Linked DNA regions of Zea mays: region 2 is linked to region 1. A link is a contact called in public Hi-C data. All regions are on one chromosome and are shown on one strand. The core of a region is the stretch at or near the end of the contact, and the rest is flanking DNA. Distances in the headings are between cores, read along the strand shown.

Region 1 (4,277 bases), core at 969-3,468:
TCTATGTAACAAACGATTTATGTCTTTAATAGGAACAAAAGTTGTTATTGAGTTTTAGGTGGTAGATGATGCTACACATTTTGATAAGTTACTAATAGCATCTTGCTTGTTTTGTAGGAAACCAAAGGAGATTACCATGTTTTTTTACCTCATCACCGTATGGCAGTTATGTTCATTCCCCTGCTAAAGGTGGCACCAAATGTTCTTTAATGGGAAAGTTCCTTCTAGAGATCAACCCTGAACTATTCATATTGTTTGTTTCCCTCAGACCTTCACATAGGAATGCCAGCTTTGTATCTATTTTGTAGTTTTTCTTAAAAAGGGACTATTCAACTTTGTTTTACTTTATTATTATTATGATCAATGAACATAGAACAACACCTTCCCATGGAGGCTTCAAGTGCACCAATGTTAAAAAGTTGTGAGGTTACGGGTAGTGAAAACTCACCCTATGTTTTGCTGACCGATCCAGCTGCTGCTGACAACGGCTGACGATCTTCCAAGAATGTTTGTGCTGAAGGAAGAGAAGAAAGACTCATTCTAGCAGCTCCCTTGTGTTGATCTTCTGTCTCTTTACTGTCTGAATACCCTATAAGGTATAGAAAAAATGTGGGCTATAGAACTAGGTGGTGGAGTTGGTAAAGGTGAAGCAGTTCTTTGGAGCGTTTGTCTTGTCCTAAAATGATCTTGAACCTTGGGTGTCAAAGATGCAGGATTTGGTACCAATGGGGCAGAGTGGGCAACTAAAGTTGGGGATGTTGTATTTTTTGATGTGTTAACAGGTGGTCGAGGAAGCTCATGCAGTTCCTTGATCTTCGGTGAGGAAATGGTGGCGGCGAGTTGCTGAAAGTTCTCTTTGCCCGGGAACATGATCTAGAAGTCGCCTAGAGGGGGTGAATAGGCGAATAAAAAAATATTACTTAAAACTAGAAATTCTTACTATACTCGAAGACCGGATCACGGTGGAATGAAAGACACTTCGAGTAGGTCGTAGCAGAAATGAAGTTTCTGTCTCAAAATACCATGCACTTCAAAGATAGCTTATACCACAGATAAGTATTGAAGTGCAAGTATAAAAACAATTAAGACAGAGAGATAGCACACAACACAGAGCAGAGCACATTGATGCTGGCGGCAGCTGCTGCCTGAGGGCAGCGGCAGAGCTTATGATCGTCGAGACCTTTGATACCAGATTGGTAGAAGCTGTGTTTCCTATACTGACGATATGTTTCCGTTGCAACGCACGGGCATCCACCTAGTATAAACTATATATATATATTAAAAACCTCTTATTTAACCCATCTACCTCTAGCCGTCCTTTTGGCTTCTTTGCTCCAGCCTCCAGCACTGCACGTCTACAGTCTACACCAAGATGTCCGATCCGTGGTTCTGAGAGCTGCACTGCTGCGCACATCATTCGAGCACCTCCAAGTCAGAGAAGTGCAGAGGCGGACATGGATGGCATCGCCGGTCAAGCCCGGTGATTGGCATCTGCACTGACTACGGCGCGGCACCGCACCTGCCTCGTCAAATTTATAAATTTAAATTTAAATCTCGGCCAGCAACACGACATCATGAATTCAGTCGATGCGTAACCAAGGGGTATTCGTATTCTTGCTTGACCAACAACAAGCCGAGGTCATTCAGGAAAGTAATATCCAAGTACATCACACTCCTATAGAGTATCTTTATTTCTTGACCAACAGCAAGCCGAGGTCATTCAGAAAAAAAAAGAATCAAGTACGCGCAGTGATTAGCAGACGAGTGGAACTGACACAATCTCACTCTCTCTGTGCGTACAAGAGAGTGGGGCGAGACAGAGCGCCACTTAGGCTTTGTTCATTTGTACCGGATTGATGGGTCGGAACGATTCTTAACTAGATTGTTTCTCTAATTTATATAAACTTTGATTAGCTGGAACGATTTCGGGTGCAATCCGATAGAAACAAACAAGACCTTAATGTTTTTTTACATATAGGATGTAAACACTCTTTTATAGCTCCTCACATCTCATATCTACCGGAGACAAAAAACAGATCAAAATTTACAACTTAATTTTTTAGTATTTTGTTTTTTTATTTATATGAATTAACAGGTGTTAGATATGAGGTGCTATAAAAGAGATTATTTGCAGTAAAGAATTACTTTCCACTTTTAAAATAGAGGTGTGATCGGCTCAAGCACCAGCTAGCCACCTCGCTGCCTCGCTGGTGCTCTTCCACCTCCTGCACCACAGCGCCATTGCGCTTCCACGGCCAGCTACCGCTGCCGGAATATACACTGGTGGATCTTTAACAGGTTCCTCCGGTCCGATCCACCGCCAGCTTCCGACGTCGTACTCGGGCGGATCGGTTCCACAATGGGGGAACGGGGAGCAGAGGAGGACGGCTCGGGCGGCTCCTCCCTCTCCCTCATGTGCCTGGAGGACGGCGCCGACCTCGACGCCGGTGGCTCCGCGGAGAGCGCCGACGACGGCGAGCCGGCCGTCGTTGCTCACAGCGACGCCGGTGAGGACCAGGAGGAGGAGTACATGGACTACCTCGTGTCCAAGGAGAGCAGCTTCTGCTGCTCCCCTTCCTCCTCGCCCGTCTCCTCCGACGCCGGCGCCGAGACGCGCCCTTCGTCCACGGCGTCGTCATCCGACGAGTGGTTCCGCTGCGCGCGCCACGCCACCGTCGCGTGGGTCCTTGAGGTGATCGCTCGGCCGACGAGCCAGCACGATGGAGCATCGTCCGTCTTTAATCGACTTCCGTTTCGTTCTCTGACCGCACGCAGCCGCCCGATTTGCAGACGCGGGCTTACTTCGGCTTCTCCCACCGCGCGGCGTACCTGGCCGTCTCCTACATGGACCGCTTCTGCCTCCGCCGGTGCATGGACGTGCGTCATCCGTACATCCCATCCCAACCACGGTCGATTTCACTGACGGCGCCGCCGATTCACTGACGCGGTATGGTATGAATGTGCTGTGCGTGGACTGCAGGTGTCAGTGATGCCCTGGGCGGCGCGGCTGCTGGCGGTGGCGTGCCTGTCCCTGGCGGCGAAGATGGAGGAGTACCGCGCGCCGGCGCTGTCCGAGTTCCGCGCCCACGACGACTACGACTTCAGCAGCGTCTGCATCCGGCGCGTGGAGCTGCTGGTGCTGTCAACGCTGGGGTGGCGCATGGGCGGTGTCACGCCGCTGGATTACCTCCCCTGGCTCTCCTCCAGGCTACGCCGAGGCGGCGGCGGCGGGCTCGTTGCCGCCAAGGCCGCCGCGCTTATCTTCTCCGCCGCGGAAGGTTAGCCAACCACATGCATTGTCGCCCATCTCCCTCCCATCCATGCCTGGGAACCTGAATGCATCCGTGTTCGTGCTCTGTTCTCGCAGCTGCCAGTGTGCTCGACTACCGGCCGTCCACCGTGGCCGTCGCCGCCGTCCTGGCGGCGGCCCACGGCGCCATGACAAAGGAAGCGCTGGAGTGCAATATGAGCAGCCTCACTCCGTCCTGCCTGCTCGACAAGGTCCGTGCTTGCTCGGTTGCTCCTTGTACACGCACTCTGTTCGACTGTTCCCGACACGTCTCGAGAATGAACTCATGAAAACCTCACATCGTCTGTGCGCGCGGTTCCTCCCGGTGATCAATCAGGACGACGTGCACGCCTGCTACAGCACGATGCTGAGCGAGAGCTCCTCGCCTACGCCGAGCAAGCTGGCGGACAAGAGACCGCCGCCATCCAGCTCCGGCTCGATGACGTACGAGTCGGCCGACGCGGCCTCCTCGTTCGCGGCCACGGCGGGCCGGAGCAAGAGGGCGCGGCTGGAGATGCCGAGCATTGGCCCATGAGAAGCACCGCCGGCCGGGACACGATCGTTTTTTTTTTTTTGCCACTTGTCCTGTGCTGTGCGGCTGTGGCGGCCTGCCGGGGCTAATCTTCTTCGCCAACTGTAGTTTTTTTTTCTTCTTCCAGCTTTGACTTTTCAGTTGTTTGATTGATCACGCGGCGCGCGCGCAGCACGCTCTGCTGGAGAAACGGTGACGCGCACGGGCATTGCCCCGGCGTTGGAGATGGAGGGTTTGGTTGCCTTTGCTTTGTCTGCGTACTATAGTTTGATCTTAATGACCTAATCCACGTGCGTTGAGGTAAATAGAAGTGTAAATTATTTTAAGTTACACCTCAATCCACCTCAATATATATGGATTGGAGTCAATACTAAAACCCAAACTAGTCTGACTTTGCGAGAAGCGACATTGAAGATAGCAAGAGAGCACGAAGGAAACAAAAGCGGACAAAAAATC
Region 2 (4,935 bases), core at 218-2,717, 110 kb after region 1:
TGGTTGAGGCTAGCTACCACCAAAACAAGAGTTAAAATTTGATGCCCCGCCCCCTGGGAGGATTAGGTGGGTGAATTCCGTCACCCGACTAGAGTTTTCTCTCCAACAAATATCAACCACAAAGTTTCAATATCTTTGAACTCTACAATTTTAATATAAATTTTATCATAATGTGACCTTATATGAAAGAGTTATGATTTTTTATTCAATACAAGCTAGCATTGCTGTATGTGGCTTCTATCAATAATGATAGTATCATTTTTATCATTACATGTTGGGGAGCGAAACCTTAGGCCTGGGGGTTCTCTAACAAATCCTAACATGACCTTGTAAGTTTTCATAAATGAAGGAGTTGTAGTACTAGCTCTAGTGCGTGCAAAGGATCATCAAGGGGTGTGTGAAGTGGTCGATGTTGAAGGCAAGATGGACCCTCGGTGAAGGTTATGAAACCAGGTTGGCGGTCCCAACACCCAAAGGTCCACATAGACCTCTAAAGATGTCCTCGAAGGTATTTAAGGAAGGAGACACTTACTAACAAGTGGTGAGAACTCGAGCGAGAAGACGACCTCCATAGTGAAGGCTCTAAGCCACTTTGAGTAGTCCAATGGCCCATCACCTACATGACAATTTCTAGAGAATAGAGATCCTCTTTAGGGTTAGACATAAAAAATAAAAAATCGGATATATAGTTACTTTAAGTAAAATTAATGTATGCTTTGGAAAGAACAAAAATAGAGAAGTGACACGGGCCCTCGGGCCGCATATGCTGCCCTTCTACTAGAAAGGCCCGGATCCGTGTTGCTCAAACAGTTGCTGCTGCAACAGCCCACTGGGCACTACAACCCACCACCTAGGGATGGCAACGGGTACATACCCGTCGGGTAGTACCATTCCATACCCGTACCCATCAAAAAAAATTATACCCGTCGGGTTACCCATATATACTCGCGGGTATAAAATCTTACCCATACCCATACCCGCGCGGGTATTTTTACCCGTCGGGTAAACCGTACCCGCTAGGAAAGAATTAAATTCCAATATACCAATCACTCAAAATATTAAAGAAACATATAAAAACAACTTCAATTTCACATATAACAAATTATATGATTACATAACTTAGTATCTAGACAAATGATAATTAGAGAAGAGTTTTATTCTAGCTAAGTTAGACTCTATTAGATGTTTATAGTGCTATTGATGCGGGTATATTTTACCCACGGGTAGACGGGTATGGGTAGTACCAACCCATACCCGTACCCATCTACCCAACGGGTAGAGGTTTTTACCCATTAACATACCCGCGGGTAGAGAAATCATCCCGTACCCGCCTTCATATCGGGTAAAACCCGTCGGGTATTCGGGTTTCGGGTACCCATTGCCATCTCTACCACCACCGGTGCTCTTCCTCTAGTTCTCTGTGGCTTTCTCTATCATGTCTCACTCTCACACTATCGCCCCTTGAAAAATTCCCCGTCGATCCCGCGCACCATTTCGAAACCCCGCCCCCAAATCCCCGACGTCCCCGCCCAATGCCGCCCGCGCGCCGCCGCCCCCGCCGTGGCGGGACTCCCGCTGGCGCCGGGGACGACTCCGTCCCCTCCTCCTCCGCCGACCTCCTCGCGCTTGCCGCCACGCTCATCCCGGCCGCCGCCACCGCCGCACTCAAAGCCCCGCCCCAACTCAAGCAACTCGTGCACTCGCTCCCCGTCTCCCACCCGCTCCTCATCTCTCTCCCGCAAGCGCTCACCCTAGCCCTCGCTACCCCCTCCGACCCCGACGCCGGCTCCACTTCCGACGCACCCCCGCCCCCACCCCCTCCTCCACGCCCCGCCGCCGTCCTCCTCCACCTGCTCGTCACACACCCCACCCACCCGCCTAGATGGGAAGACCTCGTCTGCCCGCTCGCGCTGCTCCACGGTCGCCTCGCGCTCCTCGCCACCGCCGACCCACCGCTCGCAGCCCTTGCCGCCGCGTGCTTCGAGCTCGCCTGGCGCGCCGACGCGCCTGGACGCGAAGCCCTAGTTGCGCAGACGCTGCCCTACCTCGTGGCCCTGGCGCTCACCTCCGGCACCAGCGCCAGGCCGATCCTCCGCCGCCTCTTCGCGCTCCGCGACGCGCTGCCGCTGCTCGACTACGACGACGACCAGAGCATTTCTGATTTCAAGATGCTCCTGCTTCGCTGCTTCGTCTCGCCGCTCTTCCTCAAGGCCGAGGAAGGGAGGAAGTTCCTCGCACTCGTGCTCGGGGTCAGCGAGGGGATCGCCAGGGATGGGCTGGAGCTCATCAGGGCGCAGGTGGGGATGACCGGGGCCAAGCGCGCCGCGGTTGTAGCCTACGGGGAGGTCGTCTTCAGGGCATGGAAGGACGGGGGTTGGGTCAAGGGGGAGGTCGGGGAGGCGTTCCTGCAGGGGATGGTGGAGGGCGCCGTACACGCAGGGAGCAAGGAGGTGGCCAAGGCGGCCAGGAAGATCCTGTCGCCTTTCGTGGAGCAGAGGGCGGTTGCTGGGGTTGAAAAGTTGGTGTTCCAGCTTGCCGAACCTGTGTTGTTCCGTTCGTTGCAGGTATATATGCCTTGTCTTGTCTTTCTCGTGGTGGTTGGCAGTGTGTGTGTGACTACTAATAATTCCAGCGGGATTGAGATGAAATTAGCAGATAATAGAAACACTGAATGTAATTGCTTGCTGTTATATGTTATTTACCCCTTCAATTGAATTTAGGCAGAAGATTAATAGGATGTGGAGATTTGATATAATGCTTTCACATACTAGCTTGATTTGAAGAATACTCAAGTGATCTCTGACATAATACATCCCATAGTTTACTGAATATCGTCAATGCTTAGCTTCCATATATGGTTGACCACATCAGAGTTCCTAAAGGCATTATGTGCTAGGCTGACAGCAGGGTGGCATCTAGTGCTTAATCGTGTTCCTAGGAAAGCTAGGTGGTGCCATTTTAAGATGCCCAATAACATGCTCCGTTCGTTTTTTTCACATCTCGTCAGGTTCTTTTGACTTCACGCATTAAGGATCGGAGAACTCATTCTTTACTAGATTAAGTTTATCAAGAAATGAAGAAATCGTTGGTACTATGTGGGTGTATTATGTTCCTCTCACGTCCCAATAAATCATGAAATGTCAATGGCATGGAAAACCCAATAAGCTTAAGTTGAATTCAACTTGATTGTCAAAAACTGGACTAGTAATTTGTTTAGTTTTCTGCTTTACAGAGTATCATTGAGCATATCTTATATTATAGTAATGATAATATATGACTATTTACATTTAGCCAGATTTCCTTTGCCTTATCTGAACTGGCTACTGTTCGTCAGGTTGCAAACTCCAATGTTCGCCATAATGCTTTGCATCTTCTGTTAGATTTGTTTCCCCTCGAAGATCCAGATGTGACTAAGGATGTTAATGATCCTCTCCTAGAGAAGCAGTTCTTCTTGATAGACAGGCTCCTCATGGATGAATACCCAGAAATAAGAACAGTTGCAGTTGAAGGAATCTCTCGTATTCTTAACCAATACTGGGAAATTGTCCCTGCCCCCACTATTTCAAAATTTCTGAGTAAAATTGTTGATGACATGTCCAAGGATTCTTGCAATGAGGTTCGGCTATCAACACTTAATGGTCTCATATACTTGCTTGGCAATCCACAAAGTCACGAAATACTGAAAGTTTTACTTCCAAGATTAAGCGATATGATCTCAGATACTGCTCTGTCTATCAGGGCTGCTGCTGTTGATCTTCTTTTAGCTATTCGAGATCTTCGATCATTCCAATACAATAAGGTATGGTACCTTTTACAAACTATGCTATGAACTTAAATAACCTTAACATTTATAATTTGTTCCCTTCAAACATATTAAAGTGCTCTTTTTATATCTTCAAGTAGGCTGTTTATATTCCTTCGTTGTTGCAGGTTGTTGGTCTGGGTACTTTATTGTCTTCACTTGCTAATGATCATCCCCGCATTGCTCAAAAAATTACAAAGCTCCTCATTCCTTCTTATTTTCCATCAAAGTTGAGCCCAAAAGAAGCATGTGCTCGCTGCATTGCTCTAATCAAGAGGTCACCAACAGCTGGAGCAAGATTTTGTGAATTTGCTCTGTCTGAAGGGTCATCCCCAAGGTCCATTGTTGAGCTAGTCAAATATTCAATTACTCTCGCATTATCACAAACAGGACTTAACTCAGATCAAATTGATGGCCTAATTATTGCTTCAGTCAATCTTATTAAAAGCTTATCCAATGAGCGCTCTAGTTTGGCTGCTTTGCGAGAATTTTTGGCAAATGGGAAGCTAAGGTTGGTCCTTCAAGTTGCTGTTTCTGAGCGTGCCCGGGCTGCCCTTCTTGGCATAGTTCCAGTTGTTTTACCTGATGAACTATCTGTGCTTCATGAGGAATGCATGGATATAGTTGTGAATGCAGCTAGGATTTCAAAGCAAGAAGAATATCAGGAAACGGTGCTGGAAGCACATAAGTTGATAGTTTTGGGTGGCTGGTCTGATGAACTGTTTGAAGCATTGACCAATACTCTGCAATCTAAAGCCTCTGATTTTGCTGAGATTTATGGAGTTGAACCTCCTCCATGTCCCGTTGCATCTTCAAGGAGGAAGAAAGGCAAGTCACTTAAGAAAATACCTGTACGTGACAATGTTGTTGGAAAGGGGTCATCCAAATCAAAAATCAGTAATGAAGAGCTTGCTGTTGCAGCGGGGGCAGCATGGCAGGTCAATGAAATAGTAAAAACTAAAGACTTGAGAGATGCTTTTCTTCAATCCTCTTATTCAGAGATTGTGTTTTCCTCCCTGAAGATCATTTCTCAAGTGTACATCGAGCAGTGCCTATATTTGGACTCTTTAGACCTTGCACCTGTATTGGCCTATTTGAGTTTGGCTACATGTAATGACCTTCCAGATGTCAAT

The links. Hi-C and Micro-C count contacts between places; a contact is called where the count stands out from the background.
Region 2: a contact with region 1 is called in a Hi-C map of tassel, with 2.6 times the contacts expected there. The contact joins the promoter of LOC100279225 here to the promoter of LOC100383217 in region 1. A contact is called at or near these places in 2 of 25 Hi-C or Micro-C datasets (ear and tassel) and 1 of 3 datasets of contacts at active chromatin or transcription factors (leaf).

The regions. Positions count from the first base shown.
Region 1 is chr1:261,173,221-261,177,497 of Zm-B73-REFERENCE-NAM-5.0, forward strand. It overlaps LOC100383217, which reads left to right and starts at 2,219. Exons shown (of 5, transcript NM_001175879.1): 1 at 2,219-2,692; 2 at 2,791-2,877; 3 at 2,981-3,278; 4 at 3,368-3,501; 5 at 3,627-4,067. The coding sequence starts at 2,360. The coding sequence ends at 3,824.
Region 2 is chr1:261,284,911-261,289,845 of Zm-B73-REFERENCE-NAM-5.0, forward strand. LOC100279225 reads left to right here and starts at 1,468. Exons shown (of 5, transcript NM_001152249.1): 1 at 1,468-2,564; 2 at 3,335-3,799; 3 at 3,931-4,935. The coding sequence starts at 1,533.